Linked DNA regions of Mus musculus: region 1 is linked to region 2. A link is a contact called in public HiChIP or PLAC-seq data. All regions are on one chromosome and are shown on one strand. Each heading gives the region's core, a stretch centred on a gene start, on an enhancer-like site or on the middle of the called end of the contact. The rest is flanking DNA. Distances are from core to core; before and after follow the strand shown.

What was found. HiChIP or PLAC-seq counts read pairs in DNA pulled down with a chosen protein or histone mark.
Region 1: a contact with region 2 is called in a FOXA1 HiChIP or PLAC-seq map of pancreatic cancer cells. The contact joins two enhancer-like sites. A contact is called at or near these places in 4 of 39 promoter capture datasets (the 3T3-L1 cell line, cranial neural crest, embryonic stem cells and 1 more) and 1 of 115 datasets of contacts at active chromatin or transcription factors (pancreatic cancer cells).

What each region holds. Positions count from the first base shown.
Region 1 is chr6:18,820,706-18,828,138 of GRCm38.p6, reverse strand. It overlaps the pseudogene Gm5874. Among named protein-coding and RNA genes, the nearest start is that of Lsm8, 24 kb to the left of the region's middle. Within about 2 kb of position 5,083, at least 27 of the 459 cell types and tissues checked have an H3K27ac peak or open chromatin away from gene starts, as enhancers often do. A contact at or near this core is called in pancreatic cancer cells, where this site is marked.
Region 2 is chr6:18,266,675-18,273,419 of GRCm38.p6, reverse strand. It overlaps Cftr (cystic fibrosis transmembrane conductance regulator), which reads right to left. Exons shown (of 27, transcript NM_021050.2): 14 at 4,992-5,700; 15 at 3,094-3,222. Among named protein-coding and RNA genes, the nearest start is that of Cftr, 99 kb to the right of the region's middle. Within about 2 kb of position 2,264, at least 37 of the 459 cell types and tissues checked have an H3K27ac peak or open chromatin away from gene starts, as enhancers often do. A contact at or near this core is called in pancreatic cancer cells, where this site is marked.

The DNA of each region.
Region 1 (7,433 bases), core at 3,834-6,333, 550 kb before region 2:
TCTATTGCCTGGAGATCAAGATGTAGAACTCTAGGCTCCTCCAGCACTGTGGCTGCCTGGATAATGCCATGCTTCATACTATGATGATAATGGACTAAACCTCTGAAACTGTAAGCCAGCCCTAATTCAACATTCCCCTTTATAAAAATTGCCTTGGTCATGGTGTGATTTCATAGCAGTGACATCCCAACTAAGACAGGAGTTAAAGAACTAAATAAATAGAGTAAGGTGATATAGTCATGGACTGGACGTTTCAAAACTGTAAAGGTATCAGTTTTCCTTATATTGCATTATAGATTCAAAGCAATCCTCTCTCTCTTTCTCTTTCTCTCTCCCTCCCTCTCTATCTCTCTATCTCACGTGTGTATGAAATCTGACAAAGTAATAAAAGCATTATTCAATATTCTTTACCATAAGCAATATTTTGTACAGCAAAATGTTTTCCCTTCAGTCACTTTTGGGTGTTTGTTCAGAGAACATGCACTAAAAATAAAAACTGTCTGAAAGAAGTTATATAAAAACACATGCTTGGGGATGATTAAAATATTTTCTGTGAATGTTTTTAAGAGCATAATATAATTACAGCAATTTCCTCTTTGCTCTCCTCCCTCCAAACCCTGCTATCTAACCCTTCTCACTCTCCTTTAAAGACATGGAATTTTTTTAAATTGTTATTTCATACATACATGTAAATGTATATGTGCATGATATATATGTATATGATGTATGTGTGTATATATACATATATTCTTGATTTTGGTCCTTAATGTTCTTTGTATTGATGTTTTTATGGTTGGCCATTTGGTACTGGACAGCCAATTGGTTTGCTCTTCTCTCAGGAAGACTACTTCTTTTGCTCCTAGCTTTCTTCAGTTCTTTGTTTAGGGCTGAGGCCTAGTAGACTTTTTCATTTCCACTTAGGTAGGTCCATTAGCTTCATCCACGTTTAGGTAGTCATTGTGGTGAGACTGAATGAGTGTAGCTTCCGACGTTACTAGGCAACACAATCTCACAGCAAATTCTTTAATTCTCTAAGTCTTCCACTATTTCTACCCCCTCTTTCAAAATGTTCTCTGCAACCTTAGCAAACATTTTAAAATATATCCTTGTATAACTGACAGTATTTACTCTGGACAAATCTCCTAGCCCATGCCATCTAAAATTATTGACTCAATTTCCTTCTTATTGCTCTAATAAGATTTTCTGTTCCTTCTTGTTCATAGTAGGAAGATTAGTTTTAGAATATCTTTTTTCTTAGGTTCTTCAACTTTTTGATATATAATCTATAATAGTCCACAATAATTACTTATCTTTTTTACTTCTGTATTATCTTGTTCTGTGAGTTTTCCTGCTTTTCATACTTTATACTGATGGCCTAACATGCCAGGAAAGAGTGAATCTCAATTAATGAGTTGACTCCATAAGATTGGCTTGTAGGCATGAATGAGGGGACATTTTCCTTATTGCTAATTGATATTGAGGACCCAGTCTCTTGTATCAGTACCATCTTTAATCAGGTGTCTGCTGTATAAAAAAGGTAACTAGTAGATGACTTCAAGGAAGTATCTAATCAAGACACACCAGGACTAACTCACATGTGAACCCACAGAAACATGTACAAGACTTATACATGTTCAGACCAGACAAAGTCCCAGCATTGTGAAGGTGAGTGTTAACACAAAGTTACATTCCTAATCAAGAATCTATTTGCACTTGACATCTGCTGGGAAAGGGAAAATCAGGTTTCTCCAAGAGAGTGTCACTGGGTATATAAACCATACTCGAGTGCAGGCTCTATGACCAGGAGTAGCTGAACAACACAAAACTGAATTCATGGGTTTGTTTGTTTGTTTGTTTGTTTGTTTGTTTTGGTATTTTAGTCTTATTAGTTTGGTTGAGTTTTGGTTGTTTTGTTTAATGGGGTTGAAGAGAGTAAACAGAGAAAACAGAAGAATGTGTGGTTAGGGAGGTAGGGAATATCTGGGAGGAGTTGTTGGAGTGGAAAGGGTATGATCAAATGTCAGGAGCCATCTAGGAAAAGCTAAAAGCATGCAAGGAAGTTTTCAGGAGATTGTCCACTGGCTTGCATGGCTGTGAAGGGTAAACTCTGAACTGTAGGGCCTTCAGAGGTTTCATCCCAGGATGGGTCTTGCTACTCATTTGCCCTTCCAGTTACTATTCCATAAGCTAACGATTCCTGGGTATTAGTTGGCCCTATTGGGCAGATTCTCTGCAGCTCAGTGAGAATGTACGCTAATGTAGCAATGCTGGGTAGACAAATTGATAATTTCATAATTCCTAATAATAATTTTACAGAATTCCTAAATTTATGTAATTTCCAGCCCTTTAAAAAGGTGTAAATAGGGTTCTGGAAACCTTCATGTGTTATGGGCTAATTGTACTAAGATAAGAAAACAGGCTTGGAACAAATTAACAATGAGGGAAACCATCCCTTCTAGGTTAGCTGGGACACTACTATCTGGTAACTAAAAGTCATAAACTGGGAGTGGGCAATTTATTGTGGGTGCAAGGACAAAAAAGAAAAATATTGACTTGTTTTTTTTTTAATTTAAACCGTTTTATTATAAAAGTAATACAAATGACAAATAAAATGTGGAGAAGGACAAAGGCATCCACTTGCTGCCTGCCATCCTACTGAAACCACTATCAGTATCTATTGTCACTTTCATAGCCTGGCGTGTCATTCACACCCATGACCACGCTAGTGCTCTTGTGTCCGTTTTCTTGCTGTAGCGTTTTCTCCGTACCACTCACTGATACCTGTCTATCGACTACGGGTGTGGGATGGCAGAGGCACCGCCAGGCTCCACAACTCTGCACGTATCCTTGGTGTAAACCCGCATGCAACTGTACTGTCTCTGATAAGAAAGTTCTAGGCTAACTATATTTGCAAGCAATATAGTGCTTCCATCGGAGAAGGCTTTATTCTGAAAGGAAGTTTATGGGTTGGGACTAGCTAAGTCAACCCTGACTACCTCTGAGATAAAAGACGAGCAGCTCGCTGAGGAGCCTCACATCCAATCTTTCAGAACTGAAGTCAGCACCAAGAAGGGCAGATGTCATCTTCTAAGAGAAATATTCTGAGGGTCTGGCAGCATAAATCCATCGGTAAGTTTATAATAGACTATTGTGGAATCTGACTCCACTATGGCCAAAGTAAAAGACATTGGCAGTTCTGGATCGCCTTGCAACTTTCTAGACGCCTTCAAGATTTCCCTTATCCTATTATGGCTGAGGGAAGCAGAAATGGGTGTAGGCACCACTGTCTGCAGCCCTTCCCCTTCGATCTCAGTGCCAAGGAGGCAGATGAGTTGTAGTTCTGGTATTCCTACACAGTTTACTTCATGCCAACTTTTACTCTCCATGAGATCCAGGTAAACCAAGAATGCTATATAAACTTGGGTGGCATCTCCTATATCTAATTCCATCATTTCTAAGTACTTAGGGTGTGTGCCCATCCAGGCGTCCTCCGGAGCCCATGTGTGGGCGCCGCCGCCATCGCGAACGGGAGCCAGGCCAGGCCCGCTACATCCCGGGGTAGGTTCGGAATCGCTGTGCTCCTCCATGCCGCCCGCGCAGAAAGCCGTGGTGCACCGCAAACCCCTGACTTGTTTATCAATACAAAACTTCAAAACTAATTAGACAATTGGCAGATAATTTGCCTCTTGACAAAACCATTCTAACTTAATAACATAAGAATTATTGTTTTAAACTTTTAATGAACTTCTGGAGCTAGTAACAGAAAATGAATGTTTAGTCAGGTACTAGTCTAAATGGAAACACATGTAAACATTTCTTTTGTGACTCCTTATCAATTTATGACTTGAATTGGTGTCTTTTTTTTTTTTTTGGTTTTTCGAGACAGGGTTTCTCTGTGTAGCCCTGGCTGTCCTGGAACCCACTCTGTAGATCAGGCTGGCCTCGAACTCAGAAATCCACCTGCCTCTGCCTCTGCCTCTGCTGGGATTAAAGGTGTGGGACACCACACCTGGCTTTTGAATTGGTGTCTTAAACTTGCTATGAACTTATGGAATATAAAGATGGCCATATTATCAACTCTCTGGAGAAAGTATAAGAACTAAAAAAGACAATAAGGGAAGGGCATTTTCTTACTTTCAGAAATGAAAAGGTAGAAGCTCTTTTGGTTGGAGATTCTTTTTCACGCAGAATGAATGAGTTTTTTTCTGCATTGACACTTGATCATTGGACTGTGCTCATGGGTACTTTCGTTCCATCCACCAAATGTACATATGCATATATAAGTATATGTATATGTATGTAAGTATGTATGAACACTAGTGAAGTTGCTGAGACGAGTGGTCGGGTCCAGCCAGTATGTGTGTGTGTGTGTGTGTGTGTGTGTGTGTGTGTGTACATGTTGCCTGTGTAAAAGATTTTAATTATTATCCTTCCTAATCTCTCTCCTTCGTGCAGTTGATGAGTTCCAAGCCTCTCACCTGGCCAGCAAAGAGGTCCTTGAGTGAAAGAGAAAAGAAACCAGTGCTATTATCACAAAATAGCAAGAGAGAATTACAGAGAAAGAGACCTGCACTATTTTTGTGCTCAGATTAAAGCAGAAAATAGTAAGAGAATGGAAACCAGTGCTTATTAAAGCACAGATAGTAAGATTATAAGGCCAGAGATCATCAGTCTTTGCCTTCATCCAATGCTGTGCTCCATTTCAACCCGTTTGGAGCAGGACTCTTGCATTCAAATACAGTATATGAAAAGAATTTAAGTTAAAAAAATTATTATTTTTTAGAAAGGAATTAAAACATGGTCCTGTAAGTCAGTAAGGAGTGTTTCCTAATGGTTTCTGCTCCAAGCTTCTGCCTTGATTTCCTACTGTCATATCTGTAAATGATGAACTTCGACCTAGAAGTATAAACTAAATAAGAATCCTTTCCTGCTCAAGTTGGTTTTAAAATAGCAGTTGCTTTTGTTTGTTCTTCAACTCCTTTCTTAAAGCTGGTTCTGTCTTGTGATTATAGCAGTAGGAATGTGACTAAGCATGTTGTCTTTGTACACAAGACATAGTGAGAAGGCTGGGCTGATCCCGTGACAGGCTATAAATTGGCAGTGAAGGAGACCAGGCCCAAATCTGTTCACAAGAACTGGGCAGTTCCAGGCAAGTCCAGGCCTCAGAAGTTGCCCTGCTACCTGGCCTCAGGCAAGGACAATGGGTCAGCAGCAATTTCCACAGCTCCTTAGCTACTTCCTTAGCAACAGTTTCCAGCCTCCATGCCCCAGTAATGGAATGTCCTAGAGACAAGTAAAATAAAGGTCACCTACCCTAGAATTCCCTAATTTGCTTTTAATCAGGCCTACAAGCTCATGTGATTGTCTCTCTATCTTGGTAACGGGAGTGACCCCAGCATGCTGGACTTCTGCAGAATCAAACACTCTTTGCATTTACATACTATTTGAGACTAGGGTATCATTCTTCAGCAAATCATGGACCCTTAGACTATCTCATTCTCTGATTTGCTTGCAAATGAAGGTGGATCCACTGAAGCCTGTACTTGCAGTTTTATATACAGTTCGCATAAAGTTCTATGCTTCTGAGTAAGGCTATGCTCTTTGTTTTGTTTGTTATTATATTCACTTGTTTGTTAGGTTGTATGTATGTGTGTTTGTGTGTGTGTGTTTGTCATTTTGCTTGGCTTATAAATCTAGGAATTTTAAAGTGTAGAGTTTTTTTGACTAAATGTCTGTTCTATTAGTTCTTGTCCTAACTCCCATTACTGACGGCCAAGTAAGGAAATACATTTGTGTAAAAAGCAGTTAAAAATACACAGGTAAATGATGGATTCACCATAAAAATATCTCAGAGATGTATAAATTACTGGCGCCAGCTGTGCTTTAAACCTATTTCTTTCCTTTGTTATTTTGTTTGTTGCAGATGTTTCCTATAGACATGTTATTGTACACTGTGTAGAATTATCCTTGTGTTATTCAAATGCCGATTTCTCTGCATCTATATCTAGATATATCTATATCTGTGACCTATATCTAGTCACAGTCTGGGGGCATTGCAGTGATTATTCACAGTACTCCTGTTTCAAGTTTGTATAAACATTGCTCCTCATTTATGTTCTGACTTTCCAACAGAAGCTTTTCAGTCAGTGTCTGGGCAGATGACAGAATAGGACAGGACTTCTGACAGGCAGTGGAAGGAAAAGAGTGAGGAGGAGGAAGAGAAGGAAGAGGTATTCGCCATGAGGAAGGGGTCCTGGAGACACCATGGGAGAACATAGCTGAAGACCAGTGAGCCAGAAAGTTGGGTGGAATGGAAGACGTGATGCCAAAAGCAGACTTTAGTGAAAGTTACAGACGTGGATAGAGGTTAGCAGACAAGAGTAGAATGAATCAAGCTGTGGTGGTCCACGTGGCATAAACATCATCAGAACAGTAATTATTTTTTTTTCAGAAGAGAAAATGATAATTTGGAAGTAGCATTAAAATAGAGCAAGACACGCCCTTAACCTCAGTTCTTACACTGATATCCTTTCAAGGACAGATAGGTCTCAGTAAGGCAAGAAGGTAAGTGTGATATTTGAAGGAAAAGATGCTGAAATAACTGACTGAATACAGGATACTAAATGGGTTTGCGTGGGAAAAGGGGGGTGTAGTATAAGGGTCTGAAAGCCGCTGAAGGAAGACTCCAGACTCAGATAGTATGCACAGAGAAAGAGTGCTTATTCTGTAGAAACAACCAGCATCTAGAGGCCAACCATTCTTTGAAATGGTAACCCCAGACAAAGGCATGTGGGCCTTTTTATAGGGAACCAGGAGAACCCTCAGAAAGATTAGGTAATCTAAAATTTCACTGGTAAGTGCTAGGGAGTCACAGGCGGTCAGTGGTCTGCATTCCTATTTCATGAATGTTTAACCATACGATGAAATGGGATTGTCCAGCACAGATTGCCATTTTGAGATAAGTTTTTTTCATAGTTATCCCCAGGCTATACTTTGGGAAGGAGTTTTATGATTGCTTTCTGGATTTTATGGTCTTTCCCTGGAGCTGGTGTCTTATGGCCTAGTTTCTAGGACTTATGGTCTGTCCCTGGAGCTGGTGCCTTACAGACTTTCTTTGAAATCAGTTCTGGTCCTTAAATGGAGACAAATGGGGTTTTATGTTGTCCTCTCAGTAGGAAACATGACAATGCATGGATTCAAAGTGACTTGGTGAAGTTGGAACTCCTAATGCTTACGGAAGTGTCCAGGGACATAAAGCACCATGAGCTTGGCTCTCACATCTCTTGTGCTTGGGTGGTATATGCACTCTCAGGTGTGAAGCTACAGAGCAGCCTCAAGGCTGATCCTCTGAGAGTTACTCTTTCAGCAGATGTGAGTTCTGGAACCATCTATAACCACTAGTTTCATTTATCTTGGATTTTTTTGCCAAGTTT
Region 2 (6,745 bases), core at 1,015-3,514:
TAGTTTATCTTATTAACTTCTATGATGAAGATCTAATGGTATTATTTTAATTGTCATGTTTTCTCAATGTACACATAGTCTCTGTGTACTGTCTCAGTAAGAAAGAAAAACTTCTGATGTCTTAAGACTCAAGTTAATGCAAAACTAGAAACCTGGTAATAATCTAAGCTTTTAAAATGTCTTTATTCTTATAGAAAAGTCTTCCTCAATCTTCAGACTAATCAAATGACTCTAGACCCTAGATGGGGCACATGTTCTGAGCCACTTCTCCATTACATCTCCTTTGATCCAAGAAGAGAAAAATCAGCAGCACCAGCACTGCCAACACACTCTGAATAGAAGCAATAAGAGAAATACGTAGTTACCAATGGAGGCCTAGATCCTAACAAAGTAGTTTCTTGTCTATCACATAGATTGACCAATCCAAGCTATATTTACTGACTACAGTAGATAAAAATTTTTTCAAATACTTGGTAGGAAGCCTTTAGGAAAAATATTTGGGAATTAAAGAGATAATGGAATACACACTATTATTTCACTTCAAAATGATTCAAGACTATATAAAGTTCATGTAATTTTTCAAAGAAGGGTACTCTTGGAGGATTACGCTGAAGCAGCAACAAAATAAGTAATAATCATTTTTATTCCTAAGGTGGGGAGGTAACACACGGTGCCATATCACATGGAATGTAATACACCATAATTTGCAGATTTTCACATATTTTGTGGGACAAATATAACCCTAAAATCCACATTCACAATAAAGATGATGTGCTAAAGGGACTCTAACACTGACTAGCAAAGGTAGTTTTATAGAAGTTCACTATAATCTCCATTTTATTACTGATGTAAAACAACTCCTTATTAACAAACAGACACAGCAGGCCTTTGACACAGTCTTAAAGACCACAAGACCAAGGAGCAAACAGGATCTTGAGATGCTGCACTCTACACACCATCAGGTTATTGTAAACATCCATTAATCCAGTGTTTACATTTTCCCTCTCTTGTCCATAATACACTGCCAAGAAGGGGCACTAGAAAGAGCAGCACAATAGAAATATTAGTCTATTTGTTCAGTGTTAAGAACTTAGAGACAACATTGCTTTTGAGGGAAAATACAAAATATACACTTTTTCAAAATAACACATGACTGAGAAATATTATTTCCCCCACCACTAATTTAAGTAGCTGTGAAGGAATAAGAAAAGACAGCGTGGGCCACAAAGTTTATTTCCTATTACAAAAGGGATCACACACAGAAGAGATGCTATAAAGTCATAAATCTAAATGGAAATACAGTCCTTATTAAGACTTAAAATTATCTAAATCACTTTAATGGAGGAGGATATGCATTTGGGAATTTCTTGTCACTTAGGACTTAAACAGTGCTTTAAAAACTAAACTGCCACTGTGGATTGGCACCTGTTCCATGATGGAATGTACCAAGAAACATTCCAGTAGCCAAAAGAAATCTACACATTGGCACTGACACAAAGAAAAAAAGTTTAGACTTAAACAAAGTCTATGTAAATTTTGATTGAAGGAAAACAACATAAACATTAGCAAATATGTTGTTTAGTTGTAAAATTGTGCATATCATTGCTTTCTTTTAATCTAGCATTTGAGAGCTATTTAACTGGACAATGCCTATAAGATACTGACAAAAATGAAAAGAAGGAAGGAAGGAAGGAAGGAAGGAAGGAGGGAAGGAAGGAAGGAAGGAAGGAAGACGAAAAGAAAGAAAAGCACACCATTAGATTGTTTTCTGACAAGTGCATCATTGAATTTTGTCCACTATGAACCCTGCCCCTGTCCCCTGACTTCCTTTCCCAAAATGTCTTTTTTTTCCCCTCAGGTGACTGTTGATGATTTGGATGTAAAATGTGCTAAAGACTCCTGTGTTTGAATACTTGGTCTCAAGCTACTGTGCTGTTTAGGAAGGCTATGGAATCCTTCGGTTCTTGAGCAGGCCTTCAGGTTTACAGCCTGGCCCCACTTTTTCACTATTTGCTTCCAAAGTGTGCTTGCAATATGACCTACCAACCTGCTACTTCTGCTATCATGCCTTCCCAGCCTCTGTGGAATATGTTCCCTCAAACAGAAAGCACATATATATCTCCTTTCCTTAACTTTTAGGTGCTTTATCATGGCAACAGGAAAAATAATAGAGTGACTAATACTGCATTCTTGTGCAGCAGGTCAGCACACAATGAAGTAATTACATCATTGTGAAAGCTTCCCTCGATGAACACTGCCTGAGACAAAGGTACAGCAGGCAAGTAAGGATCATTACCACATGAGTCACTGCCTGCCTCATTAGATCATCTAGATGGACATCTAGAATTCTTTTCAGTACTTAACTTCAACTCATATTCACTCTTTGTAGGTTGGGCTTCTGAATCTGTTAAAAACTAAATGTATGGAGGTGTAATAAATGATGTGAGGATTATAAATAACAAACTATTATTTTACTTGTTAGATGTGTGGATTTTAGGACCCCTTGTCACAAAAACAACAAAAAATGTTACTTGAGATGACATAGTTATGTTATTGATTTTGTTATAGTAATCTCTTTACAATACTTATGAATCAAAATATGCTGATTATAAAAAATATTCCCAATAAATTTTATTTTATGACAATTCATCATATATAGCATTTGTATTTATGCATATTTCCTTATGTCTGAAGTACTAAAATATCAATAGTAATTCTAACTGTGGATTTTAAAAAGTTTTAACTTATTTTTCTGTGTATGAATGTTTTGCCTGCACACATCTGTGTACTACACACATGTTGTACACACAGAGGCCAGAAAAGAGTACCAGGTTCCTGAGACTTCAGTTACAGATGCTGTAAACCACCATGTGGGGTCTGGGAATTTGGCTAGGTTGTCTGGGAAAGCAACCAGTGCCCTTAACCACATAGCTGCCTCGTCAGCTCCTCTTGGTTTTCAGAAGCGATGAACTTTACAGGAAACTACCGTTGTACACATGCACATACACATGTGTACATGCTCATATGAATACATACAGCTTTTTTATCCTAAATTTAAACTCACAGTGACAATTTCCAAACAAACATACTTACCTCAACCAGAAAAACCAGTACGCACCAAATCAGCACTAGCAGTAAGCCTTTATGGAGAGTAAAATATCGTAGGTATGTGTTCCATGTTGTCACCGGGGGTATCTTGATCACATCATCAAGAAAACACTCCTGAGAAAAGAAGTGTGATTCTGAGACAATCCTACTCCATGCTGCCACTGAGCTTTTATTATGAATTCAGGGAAATAAGGGAACAGTACCATTTACAGCCAAGGATCTTTAAAAAATAAAAGCCACTAAAAATGCCACGGGTGATGATGGCCACAGAGAATAGGATGTCTGCTCAAGCAATATAGTTTATAAAGTACCAAACACAGTGAGACTTCCCAAACCTTAGCATGTAAATGCTTTACAGCCCACACCTTTTGTCAAATGAGTGAAGCTCCCAAACTCTTCATGATTGAGCTTGATTCAGTGAGCCAGAGACAAGGGCAATGTAGAATTTGCTAGCTACTTGAGTCTTCTATTTTAGAAGCTGGCTTATATTTGTATAGTCCTTAGGCATTACATGGTTGCTTTTCTAGCTACAACTTAAGTTACAAAATCCAATTCCAAATACAGCCTCTAAAAGCCTTTGTCTTTTGGAAGCTACATTATAAAAATGTGAGAAAAAGAGAGTCTATATATTCTAAAGGGAAACGATGCCCTCATAAAATCCATGAAGTTCATTAAGTGCCATTAGACTCACAAAGAAGGAAGCCTATTAACCTGGAATAAGGTTTACTGATTAAAAATTAGATTGTTGAACTAAACTGCCCTTTATTTAAAATCAAGACCAAATGGTAACATCGTAGGATGTTTGAATGTATGAAGATACTGAATTTCTCAGAACTTTATTTTATTTCTTTGTTAATAGGGACAATGATGTCACAGTGAAGGAGACAAAAAGTGTGTTGCCTGGAAGGTGAAATAATTGATAACTTAGTAACAAAATCAGGTAAAGAAAGCATTCTTTAAAATGCACACAAACCAAAATGTATATACTTCAATTTGGTAATTTTATTTAGATGGATATTAAATCATATAGATGAATTATCTTTTAGCAAATCAGTTTTAGATTATAGAAATATCGAGCATATATTTTTGAGAATTACTTATTCCTTTATTTCACAACAGAGTGAACTCAGGCCCAGAGATACTAAATGAATTGCAACTGCCCAAAAGTTAACTTTATATTAAAGACAGTCACCATTAAATATATCATCCACTAGGACTCTGCTTTAACTTCATCTAAGGTACATCCACTGGTAAACAATCGCCCTCTTGTTTTCCACTGCTTTCTATTTTAAGAGAGGTCGTTTTGCTCCTTAACACATAGAGTTAAGAACTTTAATCTGACTACTGTCACTAATATATGCCGAGCTGCACATATCTTCCTTAGAGAAACCCTTTAAAAAACACAACACAAATCTGAAAGGTTAGAAAATATATGCTAACTAAATGCAGGCAGGAATGTGAATTTATCTTGTCAAGAAGCCAGGTGTGTGTAATCCTTATCAAGGCCATGCCTTAAAAACACTTTTTGGTGTCTACATAAATGCAAGTATTTGTTTATATAATACTCTATTCCGCCTTTTCCTAGAAAAACACTAAAGGAGACAATTATTAAGTTATAAAAGTGAATATCATTTCATGAGTCTAGTAGAAAAACTCAACACTGAGGCCCTGTTTTGGCTTACCACACATTTGTGGGGTGGGGATGATATTTCAATGATAACCAGAAATAGTTTTATGTTTCAAGTTGCTTACACAGGTAATGGACTTTGTATCCTTAGCCCATAGACCACAATGGGATGCCATGAAATACATAGTATGTGACAAAATTTACTCCAATTATGGGGTTAGGATGAGATGTATCTTAAGACTTGACGGGTATATACCTTTAAATCTTCTTCGTTAATTTCTTCAGTGATGTTCAGTGTGCTATCTTGCGATAATCTCCTTGAATATACATCCACTTCATTTAAGCTTATCTGAGGGACTAAGGAGATTTTTCGAATAGAAGTTCTGGTCCTCTGAAGATTGCTGGAGCCTGAGTTGGGTGTGAACGTCATCAGATCCAAAACAGACTGTCTTCTTCTGCCTGGAAATGTGGGGCCGGTGGCGATCATGTTGCTGCGCGGCAGAGCAGCCTCCCCCTGTTCAGAATCCGGAACTAGGGACAGTCTCTTTTCTTGGAGATCATCAGACTCTCCATCGATACATAATGGAGTCTTTTGCACAATGGAAATTTTCCTTACAGAGCTGAATGAATTTAGAATAGAGTTCTTCCTTTTTTCTCCCACCTCTCCAGTCTGTCTAAACGACTGTTTGGGTTTGCTCCACGGGGCAGAGGAATCGTCTACTGAGAACCTGCGTAAGGTCTCAGTTAGAATTGAACTTCTTCTTTCCTCAGTAAACTGGTCAAAAGTATCATACCCCATGAGTTTCGAACTGAAGTCTGGACGTAGACTTTGTAGCTCAGAAAATGTCCCATAAAAATAGCTACTGCCCTGATGCAAAATTAGTATTTTGTCAGCTTTCCTTAAGTGTTCCATTTTAGATGTAACCAAAATCCTAGTTTTGTTGGCCATCAATTTACAAACACAGCTTTGGAAATATAAAAAAGATATAAGATATTACTTCATAAATAGTGATGTATATTTAACTTCAGCATAAAGTTTCATTGCATAAAATCTATCATAGCATTTTATTGCTTTATTTAATACACTTATACAAATAACCACTCCATCATAACTCTTAGGTGCCTCATGAATTGCAGTATGAAATAGCATATCTTACTGTAAAGTAAATACTAGCAGACATAAAATCAAATACAATTTTAAATAATCAAGTATCTGATTTTAACCAAATCATTTTCTCTTTGGTCTTGATTTATTTTTCTAGAAAATAAAAGAATTATTATATGTTCCTAAAGTTTATATGTCCATATAACTTCTAAGATGTTAGAGATTTTCTATTTTTAGTTTTTAATGAATTTTCTCTTATATTTTATGTTGACTAATCTGTTTTCTTTAAGATAAAACATTACAACTGAGAAATACCTAATAAAGTTGACTGTCCTCCAATAACATTTTCCTACAGATCTCAGAAGATGGAAAGATCTCCCATGCTCATGGATTGGCAGGATCAACATTGCAAAAATGGCTATCTTGCCAAAAGCAATCTACAGATTCAATGCAATCCCCATCAAAATTCCAACTCAATTCTTCAACGAATTAGAAGGAGCAATTTGCAAATTCATCTGGAATAACAAAAAACCTAGGATAGCAAAAAGTCTTGTCAAGGATAAAAGAACCTCTGGTGGAATCACCATGCCTGACCTAAAGCTTTACTACAGAGCAATTGTGATAAAAACTGCATGGTACTGGTATAGAGACAGACAAGTAGACCAATGGAATAGAATTGAAGACCCAGAAATGAACCCACACACCTATGGTCACTTGATCTTCGACAAGGGAGCTAAAACCATCCAGTGGAAGAAAGACAGCATTTTCAACAATTGGTGCTGGCACAACTGGTTGTTATCATGTAGAAGAATGCGAATTGATCCATTCCTATCTCCTTGTACTAAGGTCAAATCTAAGTGGATCAAGGAACTTCACATAAAACCAGAGACACTGAAACTTATAGA